2 separate regions of the Mus musculus genome follow, and region 1 is linked to region 2. Evidence: chromatin contacts called from public Hi-C data. All regions are on one chromosome and are shown on one strand. Each heading gives the region's core, a stretch centred on a gene start, on an enhancer-like site or on the middle of the called end of the contact. The rest is flanking DNA. Distances are from core to core; before and after follow the strand shown. Region 1 overlaps Macir (macrophage immunometabolism regulator). Region 2 has its middle 82 kb from the start of Macir.

Region 1 (5,022 bases), core at 865-3,364, 67 kb after region 2:
GGTCATGTACAGAGTACGACAGTAGATTTTTCTCTAGCCGAGCATAGGCTGACCTAAAGTGGTTTAAACTCTGCCCACGCCACTCATGTATTGTTTCTAGCAAACACTCGGTCCCCTCGGAGGGTCAGGTGCTGAAGCTGGTACTGTAGCACTTCCGTGTCAGCTGGCTCCTTGATGTTCATTTTATCTAGATTGAGGTAGTCCAGAGATTTGGAGTGAGCCCTCTTACCTTTAAGAAGACATAGAGGCAAGGGCCCATGGAGGGCCTTATAAGGTTCATAAGGTAAGGGTTTGGTGCACTTGTCTCCTGAGCTGGGCATCCGCCTTCGCCTCCTGCCATTAACCGCTGGGATCTCATATGGCTGATAGTACCTACTTCTAGTTTTATACAGACGAGAGGAACGCGCGAGTCCCGTGTCCAGCTGTTTAGCGCGCAAGGCGGGCATGGCTTCTCCCTTGCTGTCTTCCCCTCCTGTGCACTTCTGGGCTAACTTCAGGAGTTCCTCACCAGTGGTGAAGCCAACCAAGTAGTTAGAGTCCATGTGGAGGATCTGATAACCAGACACAGTCCGGCGCATGGGCGAGCAGGGTGTGCTAGAGCAGCGGGGTTTCTCTGCCTCTGCTTTTCCTGGAGAGCTTCCCTCAGCCACAGGCAAGGGCAGGGTGGTCAGGGTACTTCTGGAATCCCCATTTATATCTACTTCCATCTTAGGCACCAGGCTGCACACGCCTGAAAGGAAACAGACTCAGATTAGAAGTTGGTAACACGCAGCTCTGGGCAGAGCCCGAGCTGTCAGAACACACAGAGCATGAACAACACTGTCTTGAAGACAGACACTGTACAGCACACAGATCCCCGCCTCTGTCTATGAGACACATCAGAGCAGGTAACAAATGAGCGCTGCCATCCTGTGCTCAGGAACGCACAGGCAGCTCAATGACCATTGGAAGCTTTATGGAGATGATGAGACAGGGAAGAAATGAGAATGGGCTACGTCTCCAAGTTGGCACAAATGAGCGCTGCCATCCTGTGCTCAGGAACGCACAGGCAGCTCAATGACCATTGGAAGCTTTATGGAGATGATGAGACAGGGAAGAAATGAGAATGGGCTACGTCTCCAAGCGCCAGTTTACTCCTTGGTATGCTTAGAAACTGAGTACAAATCCCAACAGTAGGCAAACATAGGTAAACACACAGGTTTTCACAAAGTGGTTTCAAAATGATTTGATGTGTAAGCTAAATTTCCTCTCCTTTAACTTAGATGTATAACTACTCCACCCTTCACACCTGTGAGGCTTTGCAACTGTGCGTGAGGACTCCTGTACAATCTCCTGACTGACCGGTTCACCTGGTAGCTATCCTAACAATATGACTGAGCATTTAGAGGTGGGAAGGAAGCCTTGCAAAAAAAACTCATCCTCTGAAATCTCCAATGAGTTAAAGACAATCGTGCTGTAGTTAAAAAGCTAACCCTAAAACTAATACTAAGCATATGTAAATGGCCCTGGAGAGAGAGATCAGATGGGAAAGGCACTGGTTGCTCTTGCAGCAGACCCACACAGCAGCTAACCACCAACTGAACTCCTCCAGATGACCCACTGCCCTCTACCTGCCTGTGAAGGTACTGCATGCACATGCTGCACAGGCACACATGTAGACTAATCACCTATAAGCATATCATAAAAATAGATGAATTTTTCAAAATACATGGAGACTACAGAATGCCATTTTATATGACTCTTTAATCATAAAACATCAGAAGCACACAGTTATTTTATTTTACAATGCCTGAGACAGTCTTGAACAGCTTCCTAAAAAGAATGATTCACAATGAATAATAGGATTGTTCGCTGCAATTATCACTTTATGTAGTTTTGAAAACCTAATGACACCCAGTGTCATGAAAAATGGCTAGGTTCCTAGAAAACAGCAGATAATACAAATTTTGGGAAACAAAATAATAGAGAAAACAGAGATAATGTCTTCTGAGAAAGTTTAATTTTAGTTGAGTTTCTATTGGCTTTTTTTTTTAAGGAAGTCTCCAAGAATATTAATCAAAATGTCAAGTGACTGAGTTTACTATGAGGAATTTCTTGAGGAAGTGTATTATGTCACACAATTCTCAAAAGAGCTTTAATAAAACAAGGAGCTACTTTCCTAAGGTTTCAGTACTTACTTCAATTTCAGGCAACCAGAAAACTAAAACCAAACGAAACAGGAAGTGTGTGAAGCTTTTTCCTACGTTCCTTCATTAGGAGACGAAGAAACACAAGACGCACCTGTCCTTACCACAGTGCAGCAGCAGAGTCAAGGGCAGCAGCCTGTGTTCAGGGGTCCCAGCTCACTGCAAGCTTTAGACTACTCTCCTGGCTTTCTGGATTTAAATTAACTGGTTCTGTTATATTTTGTTACTATCCTAGGACAAAACCCACTTGTCTGCTGGCAGGATCTAAATAGTAACTGCCCGTCTGTCGAGACCTGTTGGATACCTCAGCCCAGGAGCCTCACAGAACCATACCCAGTTACAACTAATCGCTATGCTAAAGGAACTTGGTCCTAAGCCAAGCAACAAAGGAACCTGCCCTCGATTACTAACTATGTAACCTTGGAGAGGACAAATCTAAGGCCTTCAACCTTCGCTATCTGACAGGTAGATCTGCAGGTAGCAATTCAACCTGATACTTACTTCATCCTGCAAGGCCAGGAACAAAAGACCTGGTGAGGTCCAAACAACTAGGGCCAAGGAGGAAAAAAACAGGAAAAAAGAAAACACACACACACACACACACACACACACACACATACACACACACACACACACACACACACACACACACACAAACACACGCACGCAGGCCTGGAACAGCCACCAGACATTAACACTACAGACATCAGCCCTCATTGAGTGAGTATGGACTTCTATTTCTTTCCAGTCTGGCACTCCATGACAACTATGGGTTTCCACCAACCTGGTTTGTTTGTTTGTTTGTTTTCACTTGTTACATAACGTCTACGGTTCTGATCCTACACATTGTGAACGTCCACGGTTCTGACCCTATGCACTATGAAAGCCCACGGTTCTGATCCTATGCATTGTGACCTGGGGGACAATCAAACATCCACTGTGCTGAGGCTCACCTTTTTGCCTTGAGTGGGGAAAACCACTAAGCAGGTTGCAGTCATAAAGCACACTCTCTATGTGTACGCTTAAACATAAAGTCTGCACTCCTTAGCATCTGTACTTTTATCCCAAGCAACAACAGTGAGTGTACACTCAGAGCAGCTCATTGGCTGGTTTCCTCCATCTCTCTGGGATATAAGCCAGGCTCTCACAAACAGCTTACAGTTCCTATCAGTACTAATGGCATCACTGACCCTCTCACATGTGCATGCAAGGTTCTTTACCCTATACCCCACCTGACTGTCTGCACGTACCTCTGTCTGCTTCCCAGGCCCCCTTCTCCTTCCTCGCCCCTCCGCAAATAAGAGACTCAAGGTGACAATTAGCTAACTTGTGCTCCTTAACATGGAGACTTCTAGAGCCTTTTTCCTTCTTCTTTTATTGGTTATCTTATTTGTTTACATTTCAAATGTTATTCCCCACCACAAGTCCCCTATTCCCATTCCCCCTGCTTCTTTGAGGGTGTTCCCCCACCCACTCTTTCCTCACTGCCCTAGCATTTCCCTACACTGGGGCATGGAGTCTCTACAGGACCAAGGGCCTCTCCTCCCACTGATGCCAAACAAGGCCATCCTCTCTGCTACATATACAGCTGGAGTCTTGGGTCTGTCCATGTGTACTCTTTGGTTGGTGGTTTAATCCCTGGGAGCTCTGGGGGGGGGGGTCTGGTAGGTTGATATTGTTGTTCTTCCTGTAGGGTTGTAAACCCCTTCAGCTCCGTCAGCCCTTTCTCTAGCTCCTCCACTGGGGTCCCCCTGCTAGAGCCTTTTCTGGTACCCCACTCTTCTAATGAATGCCTACTGTGCAGCTCTACACAAGCAGCCTAGAGCCACAGTTCAGGGAGAAAACAGCAAAGGGTAATAAGCACCTTGTTTCTCTCACACAGGACCAACTAAGTAGCTCCTTGCAGCTCCCATTCTGCAGTGTGGTTAGAAGGGAAACATTCTGCAGTGTTGAGTTCCTGAGAATTTCCTGAATGAGTTTAAATGCTAGGTAAACTCTGCAGAAATAATGGAGTCAATTTTCTCAGAGCCTCTGCTAAAGATGACTGTCCCAGCTGAAGGAAAGCCCTAGGTGCTTTTCTAGATCCAGAATTCCACTTTGAAAATACTGACCAGACACCTACATCTCTCTCACACACACACACACACACACACACACACACACACACACACACACACACACACACACACGGTGTAAGCTGAAGACACTTCGTGTACACCAGCACACCTGAAGGCACATCTTAGACACAGATCCTTCCACAGGAAGTATTTTTCATGTGGTTTGTGGATGTTGACTGAACTCAGGGCCTCATGAATACTAAAGACACTGACCTACACCTCAGCCTTCAAGTTTCTTATTTTAAAAGCCTCTAACAGAAAAGTCAGCGCTGTGACTGTAACTGGAGATGGCTGACGTGTCACAGCAGTCTTCAAGCTGTTCCATAAACGCTCTCCTATGGGCTCACTGTGAGCACAGCAGCCTATTCATGACTCAGCATTTAGCCTCATATTCTAAAACGGCCTCAATTTCAAACAGCTTAAGGTTGAGACAGAATCACAACTATTTTCCTGAGCATCATCGCACGTGTATGCAAAGAACACCACTTCTACAGACATAATAAACAGTAAATCAAGATATCAGCCCCAAGGGTAGGGAGACAGCACAGTGCAAGAGCCAAGACCTGACTTCAGATCCACAACACCCACTCTGAACCAAAAGCAGGAAGGTGGACAGTACCTGAGGAACAATACCTGAAGATGTCTGCTGTCCACACACACACACACACACACACACACACACACACACACACTCACACACACACACACACACACACACA
Region 2 (4,486 bases), core at 1,934-4,433:
ATGAGTAATGGTTGGTACCTAATGTAACTCATTCGTTCTCCACAAGGACTCTCATCTGACAATAAGTCAGACTACTCTGCCTCCACAGTGGACTCAATGCTGAATGTTAAAACAGAACTTGGGATATCTGTTGAGGTCCATGTTTCTGAATTTGCAAAGTATCATTTCTGCTGACTTGTTATCTAAAGACTTATAAAAAGTTATCTGCTGGTCCACCTATAAGAGGGTGGAGAAACAGACTCCACCTCTCGATGGGTATACACACCAGGAAGAGAAGAGTTGGAAACCAAACATTTTTTTCCAATTCACTTGACTTGTGTACTCACTTATTAAAAAAATTTCAAATATTATTCTACAAGTATGAGGGGGCAACTCTAAAACCTTCCAGAAAATTGTTTCTAGAGAAGCATTTAAACAAACATATTGACTACCACCTAAATGTAATTATATCTTACCCTTCTGTTGTTCCAGATTGACCTATGACCAGGAAATCTGCATGGCTCCAATTTACTACATATAGGCAAGGCTCTCTTCAGGGTATAAATGTGAGGCCCACTGTCAGCATGTGCTGGCCATTCTAGAGATACCATCCCATACCACCCACAAAAGAAATAACATTCTATCATTTCTCCCAATGTTCTTGACCCTGAGGCATCTGATAATCCATGTCACATTCTTCCAGCCTGCCTTAGTGAACTCTTGCATGCAAGCTTGGTATTACTTCTACAAAACCCAAATGTCCATGTGTATGCATTCTGCAAGAAATGAATGGCCATCAGGAGCAACTAACAATTTATATGGGGTGGAACACTGGGTGAACACTCCCCCAAGCTCCCATGCATTGGATTATCAATTCAGAGAGACATTCTATGTAATTCTCCCCCATCTTCATACTGCAAGGACCTGAGTCATACATTCCACTGCTCTTGACTTAACCTTTTTCTTCTTCCTCTTTCTCTCAAACCCCTCACTCTTGCTTCCTGAGATCACTGACCATTAAAATGGTATCTCTAGTGCCGGGCATGGTGGCTCAAGCCTTTAATCCCAGCACTCGGGAGGCAGAGGCAGGCAGATTTCTGAGTTCGAGGCCAGCCTGGTCTACAAAGTGAGTTCCAGGACAGCCAGTGCTATACAGAGAAACCCTGTCTCTAAAAAAAAAGGAAAAGGAAAAAAAAATAGGGTATCTATATCCAACCATTCAGTCCCTGCTTTCAGGAGACTGCTCCAGCAAAGGAATATACATACAAACATACAAACAAACATACATACATACATACATCCCTTAAAGCATGTCTTATCCAGACATGAAGAGGAAATAACTATACTGCGAAGTGAACTTTTGATGAGGAGACTAGATCAGTAGGTAAAGTCTGATTTCCATGCCACCTCTCAGACTTGATTTAGCAGTAATTGTTTATATGGGTTTCTCAAGTACTCCTCAGAATTGAGCAATATCTTAAGGAGTGGCCAGCCTTGTAACGCATATTCACATCAGCTCTCCTTCTTTCCCCACCTGACTCCACCTATCATACACACTAGAAATAAACTCCAATAAAATCACCATCACACGTCCTTTTGTCCATATATCCAAGCTGTATCAGTAACTGGTGGGAAACTCTAGGTTAAGAGCTGTGCATACATGGTCCATCCTTTCATCTCAGCTCCAAACTTTGTTTCTGTAACTCCTTCCATGGGTGTTTTGTTCCCACTTCTAAGGAGGGGCATAGTGTCCACACTTCAGTCTTCATTTTTCTTGAGTTTCATGTGTTTAGGAAATTGTATCTTATATCGTGGGTATCCTAGGTTTTGGGCTAGTATCCACTTATCAGTGAGTACATATTGTGTGAGTTCCTTTGTGATTGTGTTACCTCACTCAGGATGATGCTCTCCAGGTCCATCCATTTGGCTAGGAATTTCATAAATTCATTCTTTTTAATAGCTGAGTAGTACTCCATTGTGTAGATGTACCACATTTTCTGTATCCATTCCTCTGTTGAGGGGCATCTGGGTTCTTTCCAGTTTCTGGCTATTATAAATAAGGCTGCTATGAACATAGTGGAGCATGTGTCCTTCTTACCAGTTGGGGCTTCTTCTGGATATATGCCCAGGAGAGGTATTGCTGGATCCTCCGGTAGTACTATGTCCAATTTTCTGAGGAACCGCCAGACTGATTTCCAGAGTGGTTGTACAAGCCTGCAATTCCACCAACAATGGAGGAGTGTTCCTCTTTCTCCACATCCTCGCCAGCATCTGCTGTCACCTGAATTTTTGATCTTAGCCATTCTCACTGGTGTGAGGTGGAATCTCAGGGTTGTTTTGATTTGCATTTCCCTGATGATTAAGGATGTTGAACATTTTTTCAGGTGCTTCTCTGCCATTCGGTATTCCTCAGGTGAGAATTCTTTGTTCAGTTCTGAGCCCCACCCCATAATCAGCATCCAAACGCTGACACCATTGCATATACTAGCAAGATTTTATCGAAAGGACCCAGATGTAGCTGTCTCTTGTGAGACTATGCCGGGGCCTAGCAAACACAGAAGTGGATGCTCACAGTCAGCTAATGGATGGATCACAGGGCTCCCAATGGAGGAGCTAGAGAAAGTACCCAAGGAGCTAAAGGGATCTTCAACCCTATAGGTGGAACAACATTATGAACTAACCAGTACCCCTGAGCTCTTGACTCTAGCTGCATATGTATCAAAAGATGGCCTAGTCGGCCATCACTGGAAAGAGAGGCCCATTGGACACGCAGACTTTGTGTGCCCCGGTACAGGGGAACACCAGGGCCAAAGGGGGGGAGTGGGTGGGTAGGGGAGTGGGGGTGGGTGGGTAAGGGGGACTTTTGGTATAGCATTGGAAATGTAAATGAGCTAAATACCTAATAAAAAATGGAAAAAAAAAAAAAAACAAAAAAAAAAAAAAAAAAAAAAAAAAAAAATACTTTGTATTTATCAAACCTTTAAAAAAAAAAAAAAAAAAAAAAAAAAAAAAAAAAAGAGCTGTGCATACTTCCTGTTTCTGGGTGAAATGTGAGAAATGAAAAAAAAAAAAAAAACACCTCTTCTTAGATCTGTCAGAGAAATGAGGTCACAGGACCAACGGCTGTCTTCATGATCAGAAAGGCAGACAGGCGGGCACAGAGAAGCAGGGCTTGCCAGAACAGAAACCCTCAAAAGGAAACCCCTCCGTGGGAACTAGTGCTGGGTGGAACCACCTGAGTTGTAGCTGACAGATTACTGGAGGCTCAGCCCAGGCAACCCTGAGATGTAAAACCCCCAGGGAAACAAGGTGTGGGGAGCCTCACATGCTTACAAGGCTAATTCCATCACCCTAACCAGCTTCTCCTAGTGAGGAACCAATCACACACACACACACACAGAGAGAGAGAGAGAGAGAGAGAGAGAGAGAGAGAGAGAGAGAGAGAGAGAGAGAGAGAGAGAGAGAGAGAGTTTTTAACATGAAGAAGGCAAGCAGAACTACCTTGAAATATAGCTGGACACTCTGTTGTTCTTAACAAGCCTTGCCCTTAGGCCTCCTGCCCCACCTGAGGCCAAAGGTTCACCAAGACTTCATCCAGTCTTGAGAGCATGCCCTCTGCCCCACAACTTATGCCACACCACTAAATGTCTATTTACCTACCCCAGTTGCTTTTACAGAGACACCATACCTATTGTACTGGCTGGTTTTGTGTGTCAACTTGACACAAACTGGAGTTATCACAGAGAAAGGAGCCTCCCTTGAAGAAACACCTCCATGAAATTCAGCTGTAAGGCATTTTCTCAATTAGTGGGCAAGGGTGGGAGGGCCCAGCCCATTGTGGGCGGTGCCATCCCTGGGCTGGTAGTCCTGGGTTCTATAAAAAAGAGGCCGAGCAAGATAGGGGAAGCATCCAGTAAGCAGCACTCTCCATGGCCTCTGCATTAGCTCCTGCCTCCAGATTCCTGCCCTGTGTGAGTTCCCATCCTGACTTTTTGGTGATGAACAGAAATGTGGAAGTGTAAGCTGAATAAACCCTTTCCTCCCCAACTTGCTCCTCAGTCATGATGGTTTGTGTAGGAATACAAACCCAATCTTCTAACAGAATATGACAATACACGCTAAAAGAAAAATGTAACAAAACTAAACAAATAACAAAACCACAGTTTGGAACTAAATATGAATCATTGTGAAATCAGATAGAACAAGACTATTATAAGCATCAGACCAAGACTTTAACAGAATATTTAAATTACCCACCTATGATTACATGCTGTGACTTTTTCTATTAATGCCCTTAGCATATTAATCATAACGAAATATGTCTGGACAATTGCAAAGTACTTAGAAAATTTATTTTTTCACCCCCTTGTATTAAGCACACTAAAGAATATATGGAACAAAAAGGAAATCTCAAGAAAATTTTAAAGCATTTTGAACTAACATAAAATTGAAAATTCAACTTATCAACATTGGTTACATGCGTGAAAAGTTATAGAAGAGAGATCTA

Evidence for each region. A called contact is a pair of places that touch in the nucleus more often than the background predicts.
Region 1: a Hi-C map of double positive thymocytes shows a contact between it and region 2, with 2.9 times the contacts expected there. The contact joins two enhancer-like sites. A contact is called at or near these places in 15 of 484 Hi-C or Micro-C datasets (B cells, CD4 T cells, CD8 T cells and 7 more) and 2 of 115 datasets of contacts at active chromatin or transcription factors (the SCID.adh cell line and pancreatic cancer cells).

Annotation. Positions count from the first base shown.
Region 1 is chr1:97,645,632-97,650,653 of GRCm38.p6, forward strand. Macir (macrophage immunometabolism regulator) reads right to left here. Exons shown (of 3, transcript NM_133825.3): 3 at 1-730. The coding sequence starts at 707. The coding sequence ends at 84. Among named protein-coding and RNA genes, the nearest start is that of Macir, 14 kb to the right of the region's middle. Within about 2 kb of position 2,115, at least 18 of the 459 cell types and tissues checked have an H3K27ac peak or open chromatin away from gene starts, as enhancers often do. A contact at or near this core is called in double positive thymocytes and pre-pro-B cells, where this site is marked.
Region 2 is chr1:97,577,313-97,581,798 of GRCm38.p6, forward strand. No RefSeq gene overlaps it. Among named protein-coding and RNA genes, the nearest start is that of Macir, 82 kb to the right of the region's middle. Within about 2 kb of position 3,184, at least 93 of the 459 cell types and tissues checked have an H3K27ac peak or open chromatin away from gene starts, as enhancers often do. A contact at or near this core is called in double positive thymocytes and pre-pro-B cells, where this site is marked.